3 separate regions of the Mus musculus genome follow, and regions 2 and 3 are each linked to region 1. A link is a contact called in public HiChIP or PLAC-seq and promoter capture Hi-C data. All regions are on one chromosome and are shown on one strand. The core of a region is the stretch at or near the end of the contact, and the rest is flanking DNA. Distances in the headings are between cores, read along the strand shown.

Region 1 (3,602 bases), core at 529-3,028:
ATCCTCCCAGCCAAGTTTGGTCCACATTACCTGGAGGCTCTTAGGACCACTCCTGGCTTCCAACAGACTCCCATCAAAACCTGACCATAGTGAGTTGAACTGCATCTCTTCCAAGTCCTAACCTTGCTACCTGTGGATATGGTTGCTTGATCTTCTCTCAGGAAAAGCAGTATCAGAGACTGGCAAGAGGATATTCAAGAACAGGGGCAGAGGCTGGAACACACAGGAGGCTAGAGCCAGCAGGAATAGACGCGTAGGAAAGAGCTTCTCTAGTTCTAACTCTAAGGACACTTCGATTCTGGACTCTCGGCCTCTACTGTGGTGAGAGCGTTAACTGTTTCATGTTCTTCATCTGTGGTACTAGCAAGAACCCCCTTCACCCAGCCTCCTACATCCTTGTGTTCTCAGAGACCCGTGCTTGTCACCCACCTCCTTGCAAGGGAGCAACTAAAAACATGGATGGGGAGGGCTGGACGTGGGAATTCACTCTCTATTGCAGGAGCATTGGTATTCCAGGACCCAGGAAGCCTCAGCCAGGGAGAGGGTGGGCTCTTGATTGTTGTTGGCTGAGGACACCAAGTGACCACATTCTACTGGCTTCAGACAGGTGACAAAGAAAAAAAGGGTGAAGAAACTCGGGAGGTACAGGGAACACAAAGGAGATCCTACTCACCCACCACACACACACACACACACACACACACAGACAGACATATAGACACATGCACAGTATACACACAGAGTACACACACACATAAAGGCACACACAGAGTACACACAGAGAGACACACATACACACACACACACACACACACACACACACACACACACACACACACACACTGTACATGCCTCCAGCTTAAGGGGAGCTTAAGGAGCTCTACAGACATCCTCTGCCATCTTTTCCCAAGAGGAGTAGCAAAAATAGAAGACTACCCGCTCTTTCCAAAGTGTAGTCCCTTCCCCCACTCACAGGAAAGGGGTGCAGGCCCAAGACTACTGCAAATGGTCCCAGGTCCCGAGGAGTGTGGCCTAGCTTAACAAGAGAGCCCAGACATGCAGCCATGACAGTGCAACATCTGTGCTCCAAGGGGTCAGGACTGAGAATTCGGAGTGATGCATCCCTTGGGAATAGAAAGAGATCATGTGGGTCGGACAGACAGCCTCATAGCCGCTGGGCCTGTGTGTAAACAAAGGGCAGTCTGCTTAAAATAATGAGGCTGAAAGTGTTGACACTTGCAGGCCTCTGCAGCAAGAGAGGTGGAGGGGCTCATGGCCCCGGAGAGGAGAGCCTGATAGGTGCCAGGAACCGTGTGAGTGTTGCATCAGTTTGCGCTGGGCTGCTGAAAGGCCTAAACTTACCCCTCGTGTCCCTTGCAGAGGAAGAAGAGCGTGCGCCATGCGTGCGCAGCAGCCAGCAGCAGTGACAGGAGGCTGGCGAGCAGGCTGAAGCGGCAGGCAGCCGGTGGGCCCCACTCCTGCACAGTGAAGCGCTCCCGCCCCTGCATCGTCAGGTTGGCACTCAGCCACATACCCTCGGTAAAGAGTAGGCAGCGGCCACGAAAGTCGTGGCCGTTCTCGGACAATGGCACCACCACCACGAAGCTGAACAAGAAGGCCAGAAAGTAACAGACGCACTGCGCGAAGAGGAAATTGTTGAGCGCCATGGTGGTGCCAGGATGAGAGGAGCCGCTGGCGAGGCCACCGGACAGGGACGCGATCGCTCCAGAAGCCGGGCCGCGAGTCTCCGGCGCCGCGCAGGCCGGTCCCGAGCCGCGTGGGAGGCTGCGCAATGACGGCGCCCGCGGGTCTCTCGCGTTGCGCGCAGACGCGTGCGCACAGGCCGAGCGTGGGGCGCGCCTGCGGTCAGTACCGCGGACAGTTCCCGCGGCTGCAGGATAGGTAGACAGAGCACTACACTAGACAGACTGCATTGGTGGAGACGTGCCATGGAAACCTGGCAGGGGTCGTGAGCATTACTAAGTCAGCTTGGGGAAACCCGACTCTGTCAGGAAGGGTACCAGCAGCGAAAGGCTAAGGAGGAGAAGGATGGAGTCCTATGTGCAGTTCAGACTCCTTTGCCAGGGCCTTTGTCTTTAAAGCGAATGGAGGAGGGAGGCAGAGAGTCGGGTCGGTAGGTGTGAGGATAGAAAAGAGGAAGGGTTCAAGTATTCCTAGGCGGGAGCAGACTCGTGATCTGTTTGTGCTCCGAGAACCATGCCCTCAGCCCCACAGTAGAGCCCTCCACTCCGCGTTTGTAAGATAAATAATGGTTGCCCTGGGCACCTCATTAAGACCTCTTTGCTGTGATGGAGCTGGTGGTGCATTAATTAATAGAATTAATGACTTTTCTAGTTTCCCTTAATACCAAGTAACCGTTAGTCCAATTCCCAGATGAGTAAGCCCTAGAGACATCCTTCTGGATATAGATTACATCAGCATTATTTTTGGCTTCAGGCACTAAAAATTCCTTTTGTTTTATTGCCAAAGTAATATGGGCTTGTTTTTTTTTTTAATTACAATGAGGAATATGTGTGATACAAAGACACCAAGTTTCTTCCTCTTCCCTCCACTCCGGCACATCGTTACTACTCGTGACAACCTGATGTCTACCCATCCAGACATTTTGCACCACGCACACACAATTTTCAAAAATGTTTCATACTATGCCTGTGTCTACAGGCAATTCAGTCATCCAACAGTATGCATTATTCCCTGTCTGCACAAGCAAGCCCGTGGTCTTCTTTCTAGTTATTGTGTAACATTCCGTAACATTGACTGTTGTGTGTGACTATCCCTCTCTGGGGGGACATTGAGCGTCTCCAGTGTCTGTTGTTTCCGGCTCTGCTGTGTGACATCCTGGTGTCTTTTTCTGCGGCTGTGCCAGCTGTGCAGGCAGCACATGAGTCTCTATGAAAGTCTTAGGAGAAGAATGACTGGGTCATGAGGTACGAACACTTCAAGTGGTGTTGGCAGGAGTCGCCAAACTGGTCTCTGGCAATATCGTGAAGATAGTCCACACATCAACTCTGCAGACCCTTCTCCTGAGCAGGGCTTTCAATCTGGTTGGTTTTTACACACGGAAAGACAGCTCATTGATTTGTGACTTGTCTTCTGCTTATCACTGGGAGGTCAAAATCTGCTCATAGTCATTACCATTTGTTATCCGCCTCTGCACATAGAGCATTCATTTTGCAATCTCTTGAGTACGTTATATGAAGGAACAGGATAAGGTCTGCAGCAGCTACTCTTTTCTCAGAGAATCCACCCAGGGTTTCTTCCACTGCCAAGACTCCCCAACCCAAACCAGGGGGGATTGTTTAGGAAGCTCAGCCTGCCCCATCCCAAACACAAATCCTAACCATTCATCAGCACTGGAAAATTTTGACCAAAAAACAACAAACAAACAAAATTGACCCTGACAATTGAGAAGGAAACAGATTGCATCAGAGGGATGACTAAAAAGGGACTCTGGTACCCTAATTTATGAGTTCCACTTAACCTTAAAAAATAATCAGGGGCTGGAGAAGTGGTTCAGACACTGGCTGCCCTTCTAGAAGACCAAGGTTCAATTCCCAGCACCCACATGGTGGAGCACAGTC
Region 2 (3,893 bases), core at 121-2,620, 170 kb after region 1:
TTTAGTACAACACTGGTTTTCTTCCCTGTAGAATCTAGGTCCTCCAGGAACCCTGGGAGCCCCCTTGGGCTTCCAATACAACTTTGAACAGGCCCCCTGGAGCTGTCCCCAACAGCCAGAAAGCCCCACTTCACAACTGGGTACTCTGTTCTGAGTGTCTAATGAGCCGGGCAGGGGGTTGGGGGGAGAGACAGGACTCAGCGGCTGTCTCTACCCAGAATGCCTTTGGATATTCTACCCAAACCCCTTTCCCTGTAATTCCTGTGCAAGACCTCCTTCATACTTACCCTCCAGCTCTCTATGTGGTGCCCACCCAACATTATTGGTCCCTGGACTTCTAACAAATGCAAGGTGAAAATTCGGAACGGGCCTAGCCCCATAGGAACTCTGGCTCTGTGATTTGGTACTGCGTGGCCCCTCCCTCACGCTAGAACTGTAAATGAGAGTGTCTAACTGACAAGCTTAATGAAGCTCAACGTGAGCGATGTCTCAAGCAACTTCAAGCCCCCTCAGCTAAGAATACCCCTCCGCCTGCACACTTGGGAGCCATTGGTGTAGCCCATGCCAAGGGGCCTCGACTCCTCTAAACCCCGGGCTCTATTGTCACGTCCTCTCCCCAGAAGAAGCAGGAGTCTCCTCAAACCCTGCTGACCCTGATTCCCCTGGAACACTGTGCCCAGGGTGCCGGCCCTGGCCTCTCTCCATATCACTCCTCCTACATCCTGTGTGTGACCTGTCTGCCTAACTCCGGAGGTCTCCTGCCACTTCTCTGTGATTGTGTCTTAAACCCATCCCACCACATCTGCCCTACCCAGTGCCCTCTGTCACAGATCTTAGTGCGCTTGACTGTCAGCCCAGGGTCTGCAGAGGGCGGTAATTCTCTCTCTGAGACCCCAGCTCCACGGCCTGTCCCAGATGTGTTAACGTGAATTCAAGAGAAATCTTCATAGGGCGAAGTGAATTTCTTTTTGACATTTGTGGTCTCTCATTGGCGCCCTGACCCATCTGAAGGACCGTCTTCCAACGGGTCCGAGGCCATTGTCCCGTAGTCCACGGAGAAGCAACTGCCCCTTTGTCCACCAGGGCAGTCGGGACCCCATGGAGGACACAGAGGCCCAGGAGACAAGTATCGCGAGAGGGTCCCGCACCCCCTCCCGTCACAGAGTGCGGCGGGCTAGCTTCTAGCGGGACTGACCGGGTGGGGCGGACAGAGAAGGGGTAGCGAGGTGACCTCAGCGGTTCGGCCGCTCCGGGAAGTCGCCCGGTCCGCCCCCTCCAGCTCCAGCCGGGAGTTTCGCTCTTCGGGGCGGGGCAAGCAGCAGGCGTTGCCCCGCCGGCCAAGTTAGTGCGCGCCCCGCCCGGCGCCGTCCGGGTCCCCGCGCCCTCCCGGCCGGGGCGCGCCGCCCCCAGTTCGGTGCGGTCCGAGCTGCACGGGAAAGCTTGCAGAACGAGCGGAGAGCCGCGCGTGCGGCGAAGGTGAGCACAGGGGCGGGTACTCGGCTCCGCCTGCCTAGCCGGCCGTTCCCCACGGCCGCGCTGCCATAAATGGGGCCGACGGCAGCGGTGGCAGCTGGCGGCGGTGCGGGCGGGCGGCGACTCTGGCGTCGGGGGGCGCGGCAGGCGGGGGGGGGGGGGCGAGGCAGCCTGAAGTCCTGACTTCTTTCTGTCCGCGCGGCTCGGCCCCTCCGCTGCGCCCCGAGCCCCGCCCCGGCGGCAGAGCGGCTTCTGTTTACTTTCGATCGAGTTTTTCCTGCTCCGGGCAGGTGCCGGGGCAGCTCAGGGCTGGCGGTTGCGCGCGTCACTCCCGCGCCTCTCTGTGGGCTGCCTGCACCCGGGAAGGGCGCGTCGGGGCGAGCGGGGGCCACGGCATCCCCGGCGTGTTGACAGGCGTCCCGTTTGTGCCCAGGTGATGACTGCGGCGGCATGGAGTTCCCGGAGCACGGCGTACGGCTGCTGGGCCGCCTGAGGCAGCAGCGCGAGCTGGGGTTCCTGTGCGACTGCACTGTTCTGGTGGGCGACGCGCGCTTCCCTGCGCACCGCGCTGTACTGGCCGCGTGCAGTGTCTACTTCCATCTCTTCTACAGGGATCAGCCCGCGAGCAGCCGCGACACGGTGCGGCTCAACGGCGACATCGTCACGGTACCCGCCTTCAGCCGCCTGCTGGACTTCATGTACGAGGGCCGCTTGGACCTGCACAACCTACCTGTCGAGGACGTCCTGGCTGCCGCCAGTTACCTGCACATGTATGACATCGTCAAGGTCTGCAAGGGCAGACTCAGAAAGAAGGACCCAGATCTGGAGACCCGTACGCTGGGGACAGAGCTTCCTGGGCAGCCACCACACCCCCTGCCTTCCTGGTCCCCTGCCTTCTGCCAAGCCGCACCAAAGGCCAAACACCCATCTCTAGGGGTCAAGGCTACCCATCCCCTGCCAACATTTGGACCTCCGTCTTGGCAGGTTGCAGAGCAGTCAAGTGGGGCCCTGGACCTGTCACTGAAGCCTAGCCCAAGACCGGAGCAGGTACACCCACCCTGTCGCCTCCAGACATCCCTCTGCAGCTCCGTACAGCAAGTGGCGCAGCCTCTGGTGAAGGCTGAGCAAGATTCGTTCTCAGAACAAGATAGCAGCAGCCCGCAGAGCGCGGACCGATCCCCACCACCAGTCTGTGCTTCTGCAGCCCAGGGCCTGGCAGTGGACTTGGAGCCACTGCACATCGAAGGGACGGGCAGCCAGCAGCTTGGGCTGCCTGCAGAGCCAGTGCTCGACAGTGAAGAGCTGGGTCCCAGCAGGCACCTTTGCATTTGCCCGCTATGCTGCAAGCTGTTCCCTAGCACCCACGCACTGCAGCTGCATCTCAGCGCCCACTTCCGGGAGCGGGACAGTGTCCGTGCCAGGCTCTCCCCCGAGGGGTCCGTGCCCACGTGCCCACTCTGCAGCAAGACCTTCTCCTGCACATACACCCTGAAGAGGCATGAACGGACACACTCTGGGGAGAAGCCCTATACCTGCGTGCAGTGTGGCAAGAGCTTCCAGTACTCACACAACTTAAGCCGGCATGCTGTGGTCCACACGCGGGAGAAGCCCCATGCCTGCCGCTGGTGTGAGCGCAGATTCACACAGTCCGGTGACCTGTACCGCCATGTCCGCAAGTTCCACTATGGCCTAGTCAAGCCCTTGCTTGTGTGAAGTGTTTTTCTGTATCCCCCCCAAGGTGGAGGGAGAAAAGGGGCAGGGTCTCCTGGGTGGGACTCTGGGGCAGAGGAAAAAAGCACAGGCCGGTGGTAGCACTACCCCAAGGCTAGAAGGTTGCACCAGCCAACCTGAATGAATGTTGCTGCTTCTTGGATGGGTTGCCGCCTTCTCTCCTTCTCCCCACCTCACACCTGAGGTTGTACCCTGCCCAGTTAGGGACACTTTCTTCCTCACTGTCCTCTCTAGCAAGGTTCTAGAGTGCCTGGCCTGCCCGCACACTGGGCAGTGAGAGGTAACTCAGTTTTCCTGCCCTGGAGCTTCCCTGTCCTGCTGGGAGACTTGAGAGTGTCCTTGTTTGCCTAATGCCACGATGGAATGACTCAACTTGTCAAGAAAGTCATTAATGCAAGTGTCTTAACAGGGTGCACTGAGTGAGCAGGCCATTCCTGGTGAGTGACAGCAGGAGCCCCTGTTGAGAAGGCCTCAGGCACAACAAGTACCAGCAGGGGCCATAGAGATGCAGCTGGCCTTTCAGGAGGCATAGCTCCAGCAGGGACCCCGAGCATCATGAGGAGGGCAGCTGAAGCTGGGTGTCCCTGGAGTGGGACTTTGGACAACGAAGGAGAATTTGGAAATGGATTGTCTTTAATAGCTGGAGCCTCCCAAGGCCACTATGTGTCCCCTACTGGTTGAAGATCCTG
Region 3 (3,732 bases), core at 39-2,538, 180 kb before region 1:
TGATTGGGGACAGTGACTCAGATCCTCCTACCTGATATGCAAAGGCTGGTAGAGAAGAAATTGCTTTCCTGAGTATGCAATAGAGCCAGGGTGTCTGCCTTGGAGAGGACTCAGTGGGAGAGAGGGGATGTGGCTTTGGCTTAGACTGGCCAGGAGGGTTTGCTGGTTACAGACCTGTGTGGCCAATGTCCCCTAGGGGTGTCTAGAAGCGGAGGCATGAGGCAGCCAAGGCTAGACAGCAATGATCCTATCCATCCAGTAGACGGGGACACAGAAGCCAGAGGAGCCCTGTAGGGCTGGAAAATACAGGACCTGGGACTGAAGCTGTGCCAGCTAAGAGGGTGCAGTGTGGGGCAATGCAGAGCTGAGCATCCTTTGTGCCAGAGCCTGGGCAAAGCCATAAATGGTGGCTATGCTTGAAGGTGACAAGCAATGTCAAGATGGTGACCACAGGGACATGGTGGGATCCTGGCTTCTAAGGAGATGGAGGGGCTTGTGAGATACCAGGTATCTACAGCAGAGAGGCTCCTGCTCTGTTCTGATAAATGTGTGCCGTTGTGAGACCGTTGCACAGGACACATGAATCTCTTAGAGCTAGGCACCTAGTCAGTACCCCAGCACTTGTGATGGTGTGTGGGACTCCAGAGCTGAGGCCCTAGGGCTGCTGTCTGATGTCATAGGTTCTGGGAACCTCCAGGCTGTGGCTGAGAGGCAGTGAGCCCCTCTGTCTCTGAGGCACTGCAAAGGAGGGTCCAGGGGATATGGTTCACTTTAGCAACAACTTGACTGCACTTGGGATTACCTAGAGGCACGTGTGTGCTCTGTGAGGGCATTTCCCGAGGGACTTAGCTGAGGAGGGAGGAGCCACTCTGAAGGGAAGCAGCACCATCCGGCTGGGATCCTGTGGGTACAAAGGAAGACGTCATCTCTCTCTGCTTCCCTCAGACCTTTGTGCTCAACTCTCTCACGCTGTGCCTGCCACGCCTTCTCCACAATAATGGACTACTCCCTCCAAATACAAGAAAAAAGAAACACTTCCTGATGTAAGTTGTGTTTGTCATGTATTTTATCACAGGAACCAGAAAAGCCACCAATACTTCAGGTCTCATCCCAAGTCCCAAACACCATCTGCATGGACACTAATAGTATCACCTCCTCCAGGAAGCCTCCCAGGTCTTCCCAGGCCAGTCCTTAGTGGCCCTCCTGCCATCTCTACTTGTGTGGCCTCCCCTCTCCCTCAGGTACTCATATTTCTGGGGGCCGGAGTCCTCAGAATCTGTCTAGCAATGACGTAATGAGAGTTGGTTGCTAGGCAACCTGCCTCAGCTCAGTCAGAGAACCCTGCTCTGGTTTGAAGGGCCCCTGCCGATTTCTTAAAATATCAGCTTTTAGCACACATCTCATCCTAGAGCAGAGAGAATACAGTGCTGGCAAGCCCCGCAGGCCTCCCTTCCCCGACGATGGATGCTGGCTTCTGAGAGCTGATCGTGCGAGACTAACCTCCTTGTCTCTCCTTGTCACGGTCCTTAGCCTGTAGAAGAGGGACCGGTGATTGCGGTGACTTCAGCAGGCATTGGCAGAGTCTGCCGTGTGGTTCTTGAGGATGAAATGGGAAACGCATCCCAGATGATCTGCTAAGTGAATGTTGCCTGTTGTATATAATTATAGACAAAGGCGTCAGCTAATGGCCCCGTGTAACCCTGCGGGGAGGTCTGCAGCGCCACGGGGGACTGACATCAGTCCTGCATTGTCTGATACTCTTATCAATGATGTAGACAGGGGAGGAAAGGCCTGCCTGTCAAGATGGGGCTGAAACAAAGGGTAGGAAGAGCTCGTGGTGCAGGGCCGTAGCTCAGGATCATCCTGATGCGGAGATGGCTCAAAATGGAGCGGGCTGGGGGAAACTGAACTGAAACTGATTCGGTGGTGCTGTCCAAATGGGAGTGCTGATCAAAGGGATGCTAGCCCAGAGGCACAGTGAGGCCAAAAAAAACAAAAACAAAAAAACAAACCAAACCAAACCAAACCAAAACAGAAGGACCGGGCTCACAACACTCCTGCCTGACAAAAGACACATGCTCAGAATGAGAAACCCCAAACGCAGCCTTTTCTTAAAAAACAGAGGTGATGCAAATCAATCCAAAACAGGCAAAAATATGGAAGCTGTAACTTCAGCAAATTAGGCACCCCAGCACCCCACGGGTGGAGAAAGGGTTAACGTTGTTGGTTGTCAGGAGGACTCCAGTTGTGATCACCTTGTGACCTGACCTCTGCAGGGAGTGGCCAGAGAAAAAGGAGAGAAAATGTGACCTGGCAGCAGAGACATGTGTGTCCCATGCCACATCCTTTGTGAGGTGGTACCTTGTTTGCTCAAGCTGAGCAGAGACTGCTCTGTGCTCCCACCGCTGGGTCTCCTCCTCACAAAACACCACACATCAGGTTCATAGATGTTAGAGCGGCCTTCAGTAGCTGCAAGCCAGAGGTACTCAGTGTGGACATTGGCTCTCCTCGAGTAAGACGGCCGCTGCTGTATGTAGCATTCGGTGCATGTTAAAAAGCACAGAAAGACCTGAAGGAGCCAGGGTCAAAGGACAGACTGCCTTGAATGCCCTGATACAGAACAACCCAAGCCAGGCTGAGCTGGTCGCCCTGTGCACTGGGCTTCTGGGGTGCTGGGGATGCTCGCGTTTGTCCTGCGCTCTGACGGCAGCTGTTCTTGTCTGTGTAAAGCCAGCCCTACTTCCGGGGTGTGCATCTGTGCGGATGTGTTGTCCCTTGGTGCAGCGTTTAGCTGATGTGCGCGTGAGCATAAATGAAACAGCTGTGTGCTTTTGTTTCACTTTTCGGGGGGTAGAGAGAGGATCCGGGGCTGTGAGCACGCTAGGCACACGCCCTGCTGCTGGACTACGGCCTCCTCTCTCTTCTCTTATTACGTTTGACAGGGTATCTTATGACAGGGTCTCACTGAACTGCCCAGGTTGGCCTTGAACTTGTAATCCTCCTGATTCAGCCCCCAGAACACTAAGCTCACAGGCATGTGGCCTTGACAGTTGTCTTGACTGTGAGAGAACCAGAGTGGACTTTCCTTTGTTCTGAAGAGCCACACGCCTTGGTAGAAGACACAGACCTTATGGATGGTGGACAGCAGACTCGGGGCTGTGATTCCTGATTGGGGGGTGGGGGGAGGCAAGGAGACAAGAGAGACAGGCCCTGTGAAGTCTTCCGGGGGAGGCGCTCTCCAGAGTGTGCATCAGGATGGAGAGGCTTGGCTGAGGGTGGCAGTGAGGTGTCCAGAATTTTGTGTTAAGGCACCAAAAAGAGACTCCAGGAGCAATTTCTGATGTCCTTCCAGGGTGCCCTGGTGTCTACTGCTAATTAACTTGTACAGGCATGAGGTGAAACTCCAGGGGGTCACGCAGAGGCCAAGGAGGAAGGGAAAGGCTGCATGGCTCGCACAGTAGAAATGGGTCTCTTGCCGTTTGGAGCCTGGAAGGCAAAGCTTCAGCTGTCAGCACGCCCGAGTTCTTGTGAGGGTCCTCTTTCTGGCTGTCTTCTCTCTGTGTCTTCAGTGGGAAGGGACGGGGAGAAGTGGACAGGGTGGGGGTAGTCAGGGAAAGGAGAGAACAGGAAAGAATGAGAGGAGAGAGAGACAGGAAGGGAGAGAGGAAGCCTGCGAGAGCAGAGTCTTATCAAATTAGAGCTTCCCTTGTGACCTCATTTGACCCCAGAGAC

The links. Promoter capture Hi-C pulls out the DNA fragments that hold promoters and counts their contacts. HiChIP or PLAC-seq counts read pairs in DNA pulled down with a chosen protein or histone mark.
Region 2: a promoter capture Hi-C map of stem cell-derived epiblast-like cells shows a contact between it and region 1, with 3 times the contacts expected there. The contact joins the promoter of Zbtb42 here to the promoter of Tmem179 in region 1.
Region 3: a contact with region 1 is called in an H3K4me3 HiChIP or PLAC-seq map of forebrain, with 4 times the contacts expected there. The contact joins the enhancer-like site here to the promoter of Tmem179 in region 1. A contact is called at or near these places in 1 of 39 promoter capture datasets (embryonic stem cells), 2 of 484 Hi-C or Micro-C datasets (frontal cortex and monocyte-dendritic cell progenitors), 2 of 115 datasets of contacts at active chromatin or transcription factors (embryonic forebrain and forebrain) and 2 of 9 other capture datasets (adipose tissue and embryonic stem cells).

The regions. Positions count from the first base shown.
Region 1 is chr12:112,509,382-112,512,983 of GRCm38.p6, forward strand. Tmem179 (transmembrane protein 179) reads right to left here and starts at 1,779. Exons shown (of 4, transcript NM_178915.3): 1 at 1,363-1,779. The coding sequence starts at 1,667.
Region 2 is chr12:112,677,470-112,681,362 of GRCm38.p6, forward strand. Zbtb42 (zinc finger and BTB domain containing 42) reads left to right here and starts at 1,371. Exons shown (of 2, transcript NM_001100460.1): 1 at 1,371-1,476; 2 at 1,907-3,893. The coding sequence starts at 1,924. The coding sequence ends at 3,186.
Region 3 is chr12:112,328,478-112,332,209 of GRCm38.p6, forward strand. Gm29890 (a long non-coding RNA gene) reads right to left here. Exons shown (of 5, transcript XR_001780725.2): 4 at 1,501-3,563; 5 at 1-901. Among named protein-coding and RNA genes, the nearest start is that of Gm29890, 9.9 kb to the right of the region's middle. Within about 2 kb of position 1,289, at least 73 of the 459 cell types and tissues checked have an H3K27ac peak or open chromatin away from gene starts, as enhancers often do. A contact at or near this core is called in embryonic forebrain and forebrain, where this site is marked.